Linked DNA regions of Mus musculus: regions 1 and 3 are each linked to region 2. A link is a contact called in public Micro-C and promoter capture Hi-C data. All regions are on one chromosome and are shown on one strand. The core of a region is the stretch at or near the end of the contact, and the rest is flanking DNA. Distances in the headings are between cores, read along the strand shown. Region 1 holds the start of Fndc3b (fibronectin type III domain containing 3B). Region 2 holds the start of Ect2 (ect2 oncogene). Region 3 holds the start of Nlgn1 (neuroligin 1).

Region 1 (3,171 bases), core at 465-2,964, 560 kb after region 2:
CAGAACGGGCACAAATGCCAGTGTAACAAACAACCAGGAGAGGTGCTGGTGCTCACGCTCTGCATTCCTTTAGAAGCCCCAGAAGACAGAAGACGGGCTCCTCCAAACATCCCAGGCTCTGATCACAGCTATTTTTAAAGGGTCTTAAAAGATTACCAAAATGTCTTTCTGGAACTGTATATACTGTCATTAGATGCTACCAGCCCCCACCCTACAAGATCTCGACAGTGCTAACAGATGCTAAAGGAACACGATCTTGTCACACAAACGCTTTTTCTCATAAGCATCAAAATAAAATGCTTGAAAAGCACATGCAAGTTTAAGGACAATACTAAGAGAGCAACTTTTTAAAACAATAATCAACGAGGCCTCACTTTTAGCCAGGCTGCCGCGTATCTCGCGTCTCGGTAAGCATGAACTCCGGTTGGCCCTCCTGGCCAGAAGCATGTCCAGGGACTTTACCCTCTTCAACAGCTGCTCCCAGGGAGCCAGGAAATTTACTGAACCCAGTCTTTACTGCATCCACAGTCAGCCTCCAACGAGGAGCGAACCAACAGCCCCCACACCAGTCACAAAACCAGGTCAGAGTTGCTATGCATGCATGCGCTGTGTGGCATAACTCAAGTTCCCAGGGTCCCAGCCGATACTTGGAGATGCGGGAGCGCCACGCACTCAAATCTGAACAGAGCAGTGAAATTTTGCTCAAAACCTGACTTTCTTTTGTACTGTTTTGTTGTTGTTTTAAAAAAGAATGTTATTCCAGAATGGATTCCTTTTCTTCCGGGTCTGTCTGCTCCTACTAACTCTCTGCCACAACCAGGGTGCCTCCCCTTTCCCAATGCCCCACCTCTTGCCACATTTATAAAAAAAAGAAAAAAAAATGGCACATTCCCTCTCCCCTAGCTTCTCCTAGTAAGGCCTGGAAACTGGAGGAAATTCAAATCAAATTAGTTGCACATTAAAAAATAAACAGACAAGCAATCAAGGGTGCCCACCCAACAAAAGCCCTCGCCAGTTCCAAAATATGATTAAGCCTGGGAGGGAAGAGGGGGAGGGGGACTAGCCGGGATGGAGATAAACGTGTGCATTTTTGGCCCCAGCGTCAGCCTCATCGCGGCCAAATTCTACATTTTGTTTAAAGAAAACGCTGGGCCTGAGAGAAAAGAAAATAAAAAGTTGTAACTTTTAAGGAAGTCTGCAATCCGCACTGTCTGGATAAAATGCCAGTGCTTCCTTCGTCTGGGATCGCCGGGTGGGAGCCGAGATTCGAAAAATCTCCAACCCCAGCCGTTCTCTCCGGGAAGGCGCCCGGCCAGCGGCGCCGCCCGGCGGCCCAGCCAGGTCTCCCGGGACGCTCGCAGAGTCCCCCAGGCTCCCCAGGCCGGGCGCTGGGGACGCTAGGCGGTCACGGCCCCGGGCCCCGGGCCCCGCTTTCCGCGAGGACTGACAGGCCCTTCCCACGGCAGCTCGTTCCTGCCTGCCATCCGAACCAGACGGTCCCCGCGGCCCGCCCAGCCCGCCCGCCGCCTCGGGGCGCGGATTCCACCCGCTGGGTCTCCCGGCCGCCCCACCCCCGGCAGGGGCGCCCCTCGAGCCTGACCGACTGACCCGCGCTCCGCTGGCCCACACGCACCGGGTCGTCCTCTGCTTCCCGCCGCGCCCCGCTCCCCCGCCCGAGCCTGCAGCCGCCTGGCTCGCCGAGTCCAGCCGCGGCCGCCGGTTCCCGCCCCCAGCCCGGGGGGAGCCCAGGGGGCAGGACGGGGAGGGAGGACGTGGCGCGCAGAGGTGGCCAGAGGCGGGCGGGGAGTGTCCCCAAGAGGCCCCGGCGGGGGCGGGGGCGACCGGTCGCCCAGGGACCCTCCCCGCGAGCATCCCGGGTCCCGGGTCACAGCCCGGCACCCCCAAGGGGGCCAAGGCAGCCCCGAATCCCAGCTCTGCGCGCACGCACGCCCTCCTCCCTCCACCATATGGAAATCTACAGCCTCCCAAAGTGACACGTCGAAGATTCCTCGGCCTGGCCGCGCGCCCTCCCCCTCCCAGGCAGCGGTCCTGCCGCGGGGATCTGGGCGGGGGAGCGGATTCCTCGGAGCGACGGCCCGGGGAGGAGGGGAACTGCGAGCCCCGCATCCTCCGCTTTCTTCCCGAGCGAGCGGGGGCTGGAGGGGTCGCCCCCTACCCGGCCGGGAGCTTCGGGCAGCCGAGCGGTCGGGGCGCGACCGGGACTCGGCAGCCAAGTTTTCCTCGGGCATCCCCGAGTGCTCCGGGGCCGGGAGCGCACTCGTGCAGACTCGGAGTCCGGCCGGGCTCCGAAGCGCAGGGACCCGAGAGCGACTGTGGGTGGCACGTCCCCCGGCAGCCCGCCGCCGCTCCCGCACGCCTTACCTCCCCTCAGGCTGAAACGGGGCTCCGGGTGCCCGCAATCCGGGTCGCCCACGCCGTCCCAGCCAGCCGCCCGCGGGATCCCCGCCGTCCCCTGCGCCGCTCCCGCCGCTGCTCTCCGCCGCCTCCTCCGGCCGCCGCCGCTGCTCAAATAACTACCAGGAGGGTTTGATGGGGGATTCCGCCATGTCAATGATGTCGGGACCACATGGGGATTCGGGCCCCGCCCACTGCCGTAAGCCTCCCAGTACACGCGCAACTACAAGAGCAAGCTCGCGGTAGCTCGGCGAGGCCTCCCTTTACCATAAGCCAAGCCAGGCTACACACAGCGGGGCTTCTCTTGTCTGAGCTGAAGAGAACTGGGAGACTCTGAATGAGATTCTGGAATCATCACTGCAAATGCAGTATTTGCTCAGTAATTACTAAAGCTGACTTGTTATTTTTCACTTATAACACATATTTCCTTTTCCAATTGTAATTCCCAGAAGAATCTTTCAGTGATTTTTTTTTTATTCTTTTAACTTCCCACAGCATTTTGCATAAGCAAATTTTATGATACCAAAATTTAAATGTCTATTGTCCCTTTCAGTTCCGGCTAGACATCTTTACTCGAAAGACTAAAGACAGTTCCTTCTAGTTTTTATTAATATTTAGTTTGGGCATACTTTATTTCTATTGTAAAAATGAATGTGTGTGTGACCTCAGGTATACACATGCCATGGTTTTTGTGTGAGTTTTAGAAACTTAAAAGTCCTGTCTACCTTACACGGGTTCTGGGACTCCAACTCTGGT
Region 2 (2,991 bases), core at 107-2,606:
GAGGAGATACATAACTAAACCCTTTCTCACTACACCCCAAAACACTGGAAATGCTTAAATACACAGATCATTTATTACCAAAACAGCTCCATAATATACAGCAAAAGAGCTACACGCTACACTAGTGATACAACCAGCATCTAGCACCCAACATCACCGCAAACTTAAGTGCACCAGGTCACTTTCTTCCTTTTCACATATTCTACAGACCTTTTAAAAATAAACACAACGGAATCGTGATCATAAAAACAATCTATCTTTGACTCGGGATGTGACTCAGCTGCAGTCAGTGTGCATGAAGTCATCCGCGGGCACCTCAGAAACCAGGTAAGGTGAAAGTACACCTGTAATCCGAGCACCCAGAAGAGGGGGTAGAGGCAGACAGAGTTCCTTGTCACCCTAGGCTCCACAATTCAAGTCTATGCTGGGGTACCTGAGATCTTGTCTCACAAACACATGGATTCTTTTAAACAAATAGTCATTTCAGCTTTTCTTTTAAATAAACCTTTTTTTTTTCCATAAACACGTCACACCAGAGTAAGGAACCCAAACTACAATAGTGTATACGTTATTGATAACAGTGCAATTAGCGATTCTCATTTACTTAGAGCTCAATATTTTAGTCACTATCTTAAATCTTTCCCTTGCCACTTTTTAACGCTTGCAGCCATCCTAAAAGACAAATGTCACTGTCATATCCAGTTTGTGGCTAAGGAAGTTGCTCACACAGCGACTCCTAGCCGGGTCTAACTGAGGGAGCTAAGTTAACCGCTAACCACACACATCTGTGGCCAGGAAGGGGCGGGGCGGCCTGTGTTTTATATTTTTAAAAATTGAAAATCGGAATTCTACAGGAATTCCAGAGGGAAACCACAAAACAATCAAGGCAGCTCGGGGCTGCGGCGGGCGGGCGGGAGGCCAAAATCCCGGTCCCAACTGCGCCCTTCACCCTGAGGCGCCGGACAGAAGCAGAATAGATAGAGAGCCCAGCCTCCCGCAAGGAAGGGCCGGGACGAGAGCAGAGGGCAGGACAGGAGGCGGATGTGGGGAAGGAGGATGGAGGGGAGCGGGACAGACAGGTACGCAGCCGTGGGAGCTCACCGCGGCGGGGGCGCCGGCCTTGGTCGCCACGGCCCGTGCTCAGTTCCGGGTTCCCGAATCCCTTCCCGTCCCCCACTCACCCCGCAGTCCTCACCACGCTCAGAGATTTTAAAAAGGAACCACGACGGCGCAGTCCTCGCTTATCCTTCTCAAACACTAAGTCTCCCCCTCACAGGCGCCGCCATGGCTCGAGAGAGGCTGCCGCCTCCGATTCAAAAAAATCCAGTCGCTCTCTCTAAGAGCCATGCTGATTGGCGCGCTCTGTCAACCTCCTTTTGATAGGCTGGAACCTCGGGCGGACTGCCGATTGGTCAATCCCAACGTCTGCCTTCGGGAGGCGCCGGCTGATTGGTTGTGAGTGTGTTTCAAATCCGGTAAACGGCTGGAGCGTGCGAACGTCGGCGGAGTGCCCGGATGTGGGCTTGAGGAGGCGTGGCTCTGCAGCGCCTCTGGATGCAGCAGGTGTTTCTGTGGTTACCGCTTGTTTACTCCGTAAACAGCCCAGTTCCTGATGAACGGTCTCTCTGCCATCACCTCCAACTTCAAGAAAAAGTACCAAGCACCGCAAACCGATCCGCTCTTACTACTAACCAGATTTTATTTTTGAAGACAAGCTTGCATCTGAGTAATTAATATAAAAAAGTGTATAAGGAGATTTTAGAATCTCCTGAAGCAAAACTGCTTCTGGGTGGGTTGCTCCCTCCCCACCCCAACTCCCAGCTTAGGAATGTTAGTGACTGTGCTTGGAAGTCTAGAAAAGAAGGGATTGTTTTACCCCTGGGATCAGTATTGCTATTTTGAAATTTGTTTCTAGATGGAATGTTCTATAATACAGTCGCCTAGGCATACACTTCTAGCTGGGTGTGGTCTCAAAGCCTGTACTAAGGAGGACAAGACCAGCCTAGGCTATAGGAGACCAGGACTCAAAACAATTATTTTTCACTTTCAAAACCTTACCAAGTGTTTGGATCGGTTGCTAGGCCCCAAATCTCATTAAGAGGTTTTTAAAGCACTTTTGAAATTTAGATTGATAAATTTTATGTGTCTTTTTGCCTATACATATTATTTTTTCCTGAACGTATGTGCATTTGTGAGTGCCTGCTGTCCTTGGACATAGGAGGAGGCCAGATCCCCAGAGACTGGAATTACAGAGAATGATGAACCACCAGGTGGGTGCTGGAAATCAAACTCACGGCCTATGTGTGAGAAACAAACGCTTTAAACCACTGAGCCAACTCACTTTAAGCCCAAAATCTACTTTAAAACCAAAAGAACTTCTTGACAGCCTAAGCAGTTCGACAAGTCTACGGTGAGTTCATAGAATGAGTAAAACAATCTATAGTTTTGTCTGTCTGGTTGGTTGGTTTTTAGGGTTTTTTGCCTACCAGTATCTATGGCCTGCCAATCACTAGAATTCCGCACTAGCCTTTGGAGTGGAAGAAAGGAAAAATCGGCCTGGACCTTGCCCAGAGAAGTGTGCTTGCAATTTAAACTGGGGTGTGTCTGGCATTCCAAGCATTCTCCTCACTAAAGTAGAAGGCAGCCGCCTCCTTTGTGCCCTGCCCGAGGAGAGCTAGCTTCCCAGTCTGTTGGGTGAGAGTGTAGGATTGCAGTGCAGGAAGGCTAGCTTAGCCTCTTACAGCGAGGGCAGCCCTTTGGTGAGAAATGAACAAGAGATACTATCTTCACCTGCAGGTTGTTATTTACTCGGCAAATCTGTATTAAGTGTAAGAAAGTATTTGCTTGGGGGAAAGCATGAATAAGGGATAGACACAGCCTGTCAGAGTTGGGGGCTGGGAGGAATGATGTAATCCCATCACCACAGAGAGGGGAGCTACAGTTCAAGGTCATTCTAGGGTGCATACCAACTTCCAGGCCAGCCCAGGCTCT
Region 3 (3,091 bases), core at 488-2,987, 1.0 Mb before region 2:
AGAAGAATGTCCTTTTCAGATTCCAAAACAACTTTTACTTCCCTAAGTCAATTAATATTCACGCATTTGAAAGATTAATTTTAATTACCGCTGGTACAATCGATTTCCTTCTGTGAGCACAGAGGAGTTTTTTTGTTTTTTTTTTTTTCCTCAGAGCTACAAAATTTCTTTAACTGAAAGAAAAAAAAATATTTTAACCTAAATTCAGTTGCAAGAAAATCGCTAGAAACGCAAGCACTCACAGCTCCCTGGGAAAGAGAAACTAGGAGTCAGGAGCAGAGGGAAGCAAGCTAAAATCCTAAAGGTGGCTCGATGCCCGATGCCCGGTGCACTCAGCCTGGGCCCTGGGCGGAAATACTGCAAAGAAGCTCATCTAACTCAAGAAAGTTAAGACTGACTGTATTATGCAAAGTCCTAAAAGGCAGTCACAAGATAACCTGAGTGGCAGAATCCTACTTCTTTCTCCAGGACCAGATGCAGCGACTGTAACCCTTTAGTGCCCGACCGAAAGAAGGAGGTGGTGGGGAAAGGCAGAAAGAAACAGAGGGTGGGAACATCGGAGCTTATGAAAAAGGCCATCCTCTTGCTGACTGCATCCCCAGCATTCCCCCAAGAAGCTTAGACAGCCTGGGAAACTGGGCCGAGGCAGCATAATGAAGACCGGAGCTCTCCCCCAACCCCCCAAGCAGGATTTTCTAAAGCACTGGCTGCCTCCTCTCCTTAAAGTATCTCTAAGAGAAAAATCTCCTGGTCCAAGAGGGATCTCCTTACTGAGAGATTTTTTTTTCCCCCCAAGGCAAAGTTGAGAGGCAGAAGGCTGCTTGGCTTCCCCACTGACGCCACAAAACCCAGGTTTTGAAGCTCGGTGCGAGCGGAGAGGTCGCGATGCCTGGGAGATGCGCGAGGTGGGCTTCCAGCCTGCTCGCCCCATTTCTCCGGCGCCGCGTCTGCAACCCCTTCCGCACAGTGATACCCAAACCCGCAGCCCTCTCCCGAGGAAAGAGGCACAAACTTACCCTCAGGAAGACACGTCCACCGAGGGAGCCCCCTCATCTTCCCCCAGTCCTCTTTCCATTATTCAAGGAGACAGTTTTACCAACACTTCCCGTCAAATTCAAGCCGAAACGGTCAAAGTATTTACCAGTTTGCAGATGCTTTCTTTTCAACCTCTGGAACTGGGTAATTCTTGTTTCAGAATTCAAGATGCTTCCTTTATTTATTTATTTTTTTTTTCTTTAAGCAGCCGCAACCCCAGATCCACCTCCCCCTCCCTCGTTATTCACCCACGGACACTTCCTAAACGTGTGGATTGATGCTTTTTTTCTCTCCAGATGCTGCCAGGATCCAGAATCCTGGAGAACCAAAGCCGCATCCGTGTAATTCCTACCATCAGGCAAGAAATACAAACGATCAAACAACGTTACTTCTTTGAGCTGCGATCAGATAATCCTACTAATCCAATAGATTTATCTCGATTGGAAATTGACCTCAAAGATGAATCCCCAGTGCTCGCGTCCAGTAGAACGATTCCGTAGCCCTATCCGGGTTACCGAAGGGCTGTGGTTTCTTTCTTTCCTTTCCTTTTCTTCTTTCCTTCCTGCCTTTTTTAATTTTTTAAAAATCTTTTTGGATTCTGGGTGCACTGCTCGCAAAAGAAAAAAAAGAAAGAAAGAAAAGAAAAAAATGCCGAGGACCCTGGTTTTCCCCTAATACAGGTTTCTACTCCAAATCGGTGCAGAATGAAAAATGATACAAAGGTACCCCTAGTGGCTCGCGGCGATATTGCAGGGAATTCACTTTTTTCCTCCATCCCCTCTTCACCTTTTCCACCCCCTTCTTGGTCCCCTGGCATCTAGGAATAACTTGCTGTTATAGTAACCAGGGTGCTGAACTCCAATCACTACGAGTAAAATGAAGCTGTCTACTAAACAGGTAGGATGGGTTTTGCCTTTTACTGGAAAACTGAAGGTCTTTTCGACATTTAAAGTTTTTCCCCAATAACATTTAGTAGCTAATATGTCAACTTAGGGAAGCACTATGATTTCAAGGAAATATATTTGTTTCCTAAACACCCATAGTTAGCAGTTAGCATGCACATGCGCTCACACACACACACACACACACACACACACACACAATTCTGTTCTTTTGAAATGTATTGTTTCAGAAAACCATTTAACCTTTTGTTTCCTTTGAATAAATATAATAAAGGATTATCTAGATAATATTTTATCATTTGGAATTTTAAAATATCTTCAATTAAATCTACTTTTTATCTGTGTGTATATGCATGCAGAAAGTTGCATGTGCAAGCACATATGCCAGGACCTATGTATGGAAGTCAGAGTATAACTTTCAGGAGTCTCTTCAGCTCCCTCTATTTAATGGACCCTGGGGACCTAAATCACACCTTCAGTTTGATGTCAAGCATTTTTACCCACTGAGCTATCTTGCCAGCTCTCATTTTGGAATGAGATTTATTTGGAATATATGTGTATGTTTATCATTTTACTCATAGATGTTCATGCACCTATGCACATGCTCCCTGTGTGTGCAGATGCCTAAGGAGGGCAGAAGTCATGCCCTAGAGCAAGAGAGATAGGCCTTTGAAAGCCATCCAGCAAGCATACTAAAATTTGGGTTATCTATAAAAGCAGTAAGCACCCTCATTGTGAAGCCATTTCTCCAACCCATTATCTTGGATTTTTTTATGTCTGCTCAGAAAAGCAGGCACAACGTCTGAGTGCAGAGAAAGGGCAACACCTGACCATCATGACCCAGGTTTCCTGGATGCTTTCTTGAAACCTTTAGAGTTCAGCGGCCTCTGCATCAGCACCAGGAGTTCTGAGAGATTCCAAAGAAAGGAATCAATGCTGTGAATTTCAGGCCTCTTTGGCAAAGCAGTATTCCGCATAGTCTCACAAACAGTGTCTATCAATAAGCCAGCAATCTTTTTAAAATGAAGATTCTAGGTCTTTAGGACTGAGATTCTCCAATTTTAACAAGCCCTCTGAGAACACTTTGATTATCAAGGGCCTGGTAAAATACAGAAGTTGGATTCTCTTTCATGCTGATGGGTTCTGTAGCTGCA

Evidence for each region. Promoter capture Hi-C pulls out the DNA fragments that hold promoters and counts their contacts. A called contact is a pair of places that touch in the nucleus more often than the background predicts.
Region 1: a contact with region 2 is called in a Micro-C map of embryonic stem cells, with 8 times the contacts expected there. The contact joins the promoter of Fndc3b here to the promoter of Ect2 in region 2. A contact is called at or near these places in 2 of 39 promoter capture datasets (liver and pre-B cells), 2 of 484 Hi-C or Micro-C datasets (both in embryonic stem cells) and 1 of 9 other capture datasets (adipose tissue).
Region 3: a contact with region 2 is called in a promoter capture Hi-C map of hippocampal neurons, with 4 times the contacts expected there. The contact joins the promoter of Nlgn1 here to the promoter of Ect2 in region 2. A contact is called at or near these places in 1 of 39 promoter capture datasets (hippocampal neurons) and 1 of 115 datasets of contacts at active chromatin or transcription factors (astrocytes).

Annotation. Positions count from the first base shown.
Region 1 is chr3:27,708,738-27,711,908 of GRCm38.p6, forward strand. It overlaps Fndc3b (fibronectin type III domain containing 3B), which reads right to left and starts at 1,715. Exons shown (of 26, transcript NM_173182.3): 1 at 1,609-1,715.
Region 2 is chr3:27,152,522-27,155,512 of GRCm38.p6, forward strand. Ect2 (ect2 oncogene) reads right to left here and starts at 1,357. Exons shown (of 24, transcript NM_001177626.1): 1 at 1,182-1,357. 1700125G22Rik (RIKEN cDNA 1700125G22 gene) reads left to right here and starts at 1,505. Exons shown (of 3, transcript NR_040548.1): 1 at 1,505-1,789; 2 at 2,219-2,410.
Region 3 is chr3:26,152,249-26,155,339 of GRCm38.p6, forward strand. It overlaps Nlgn1 (neuroligin 1), which reads right to left and starts at 1,738. Exons shown (of 6, transcript NM_001357096.1): 1 at 1,017-1,738.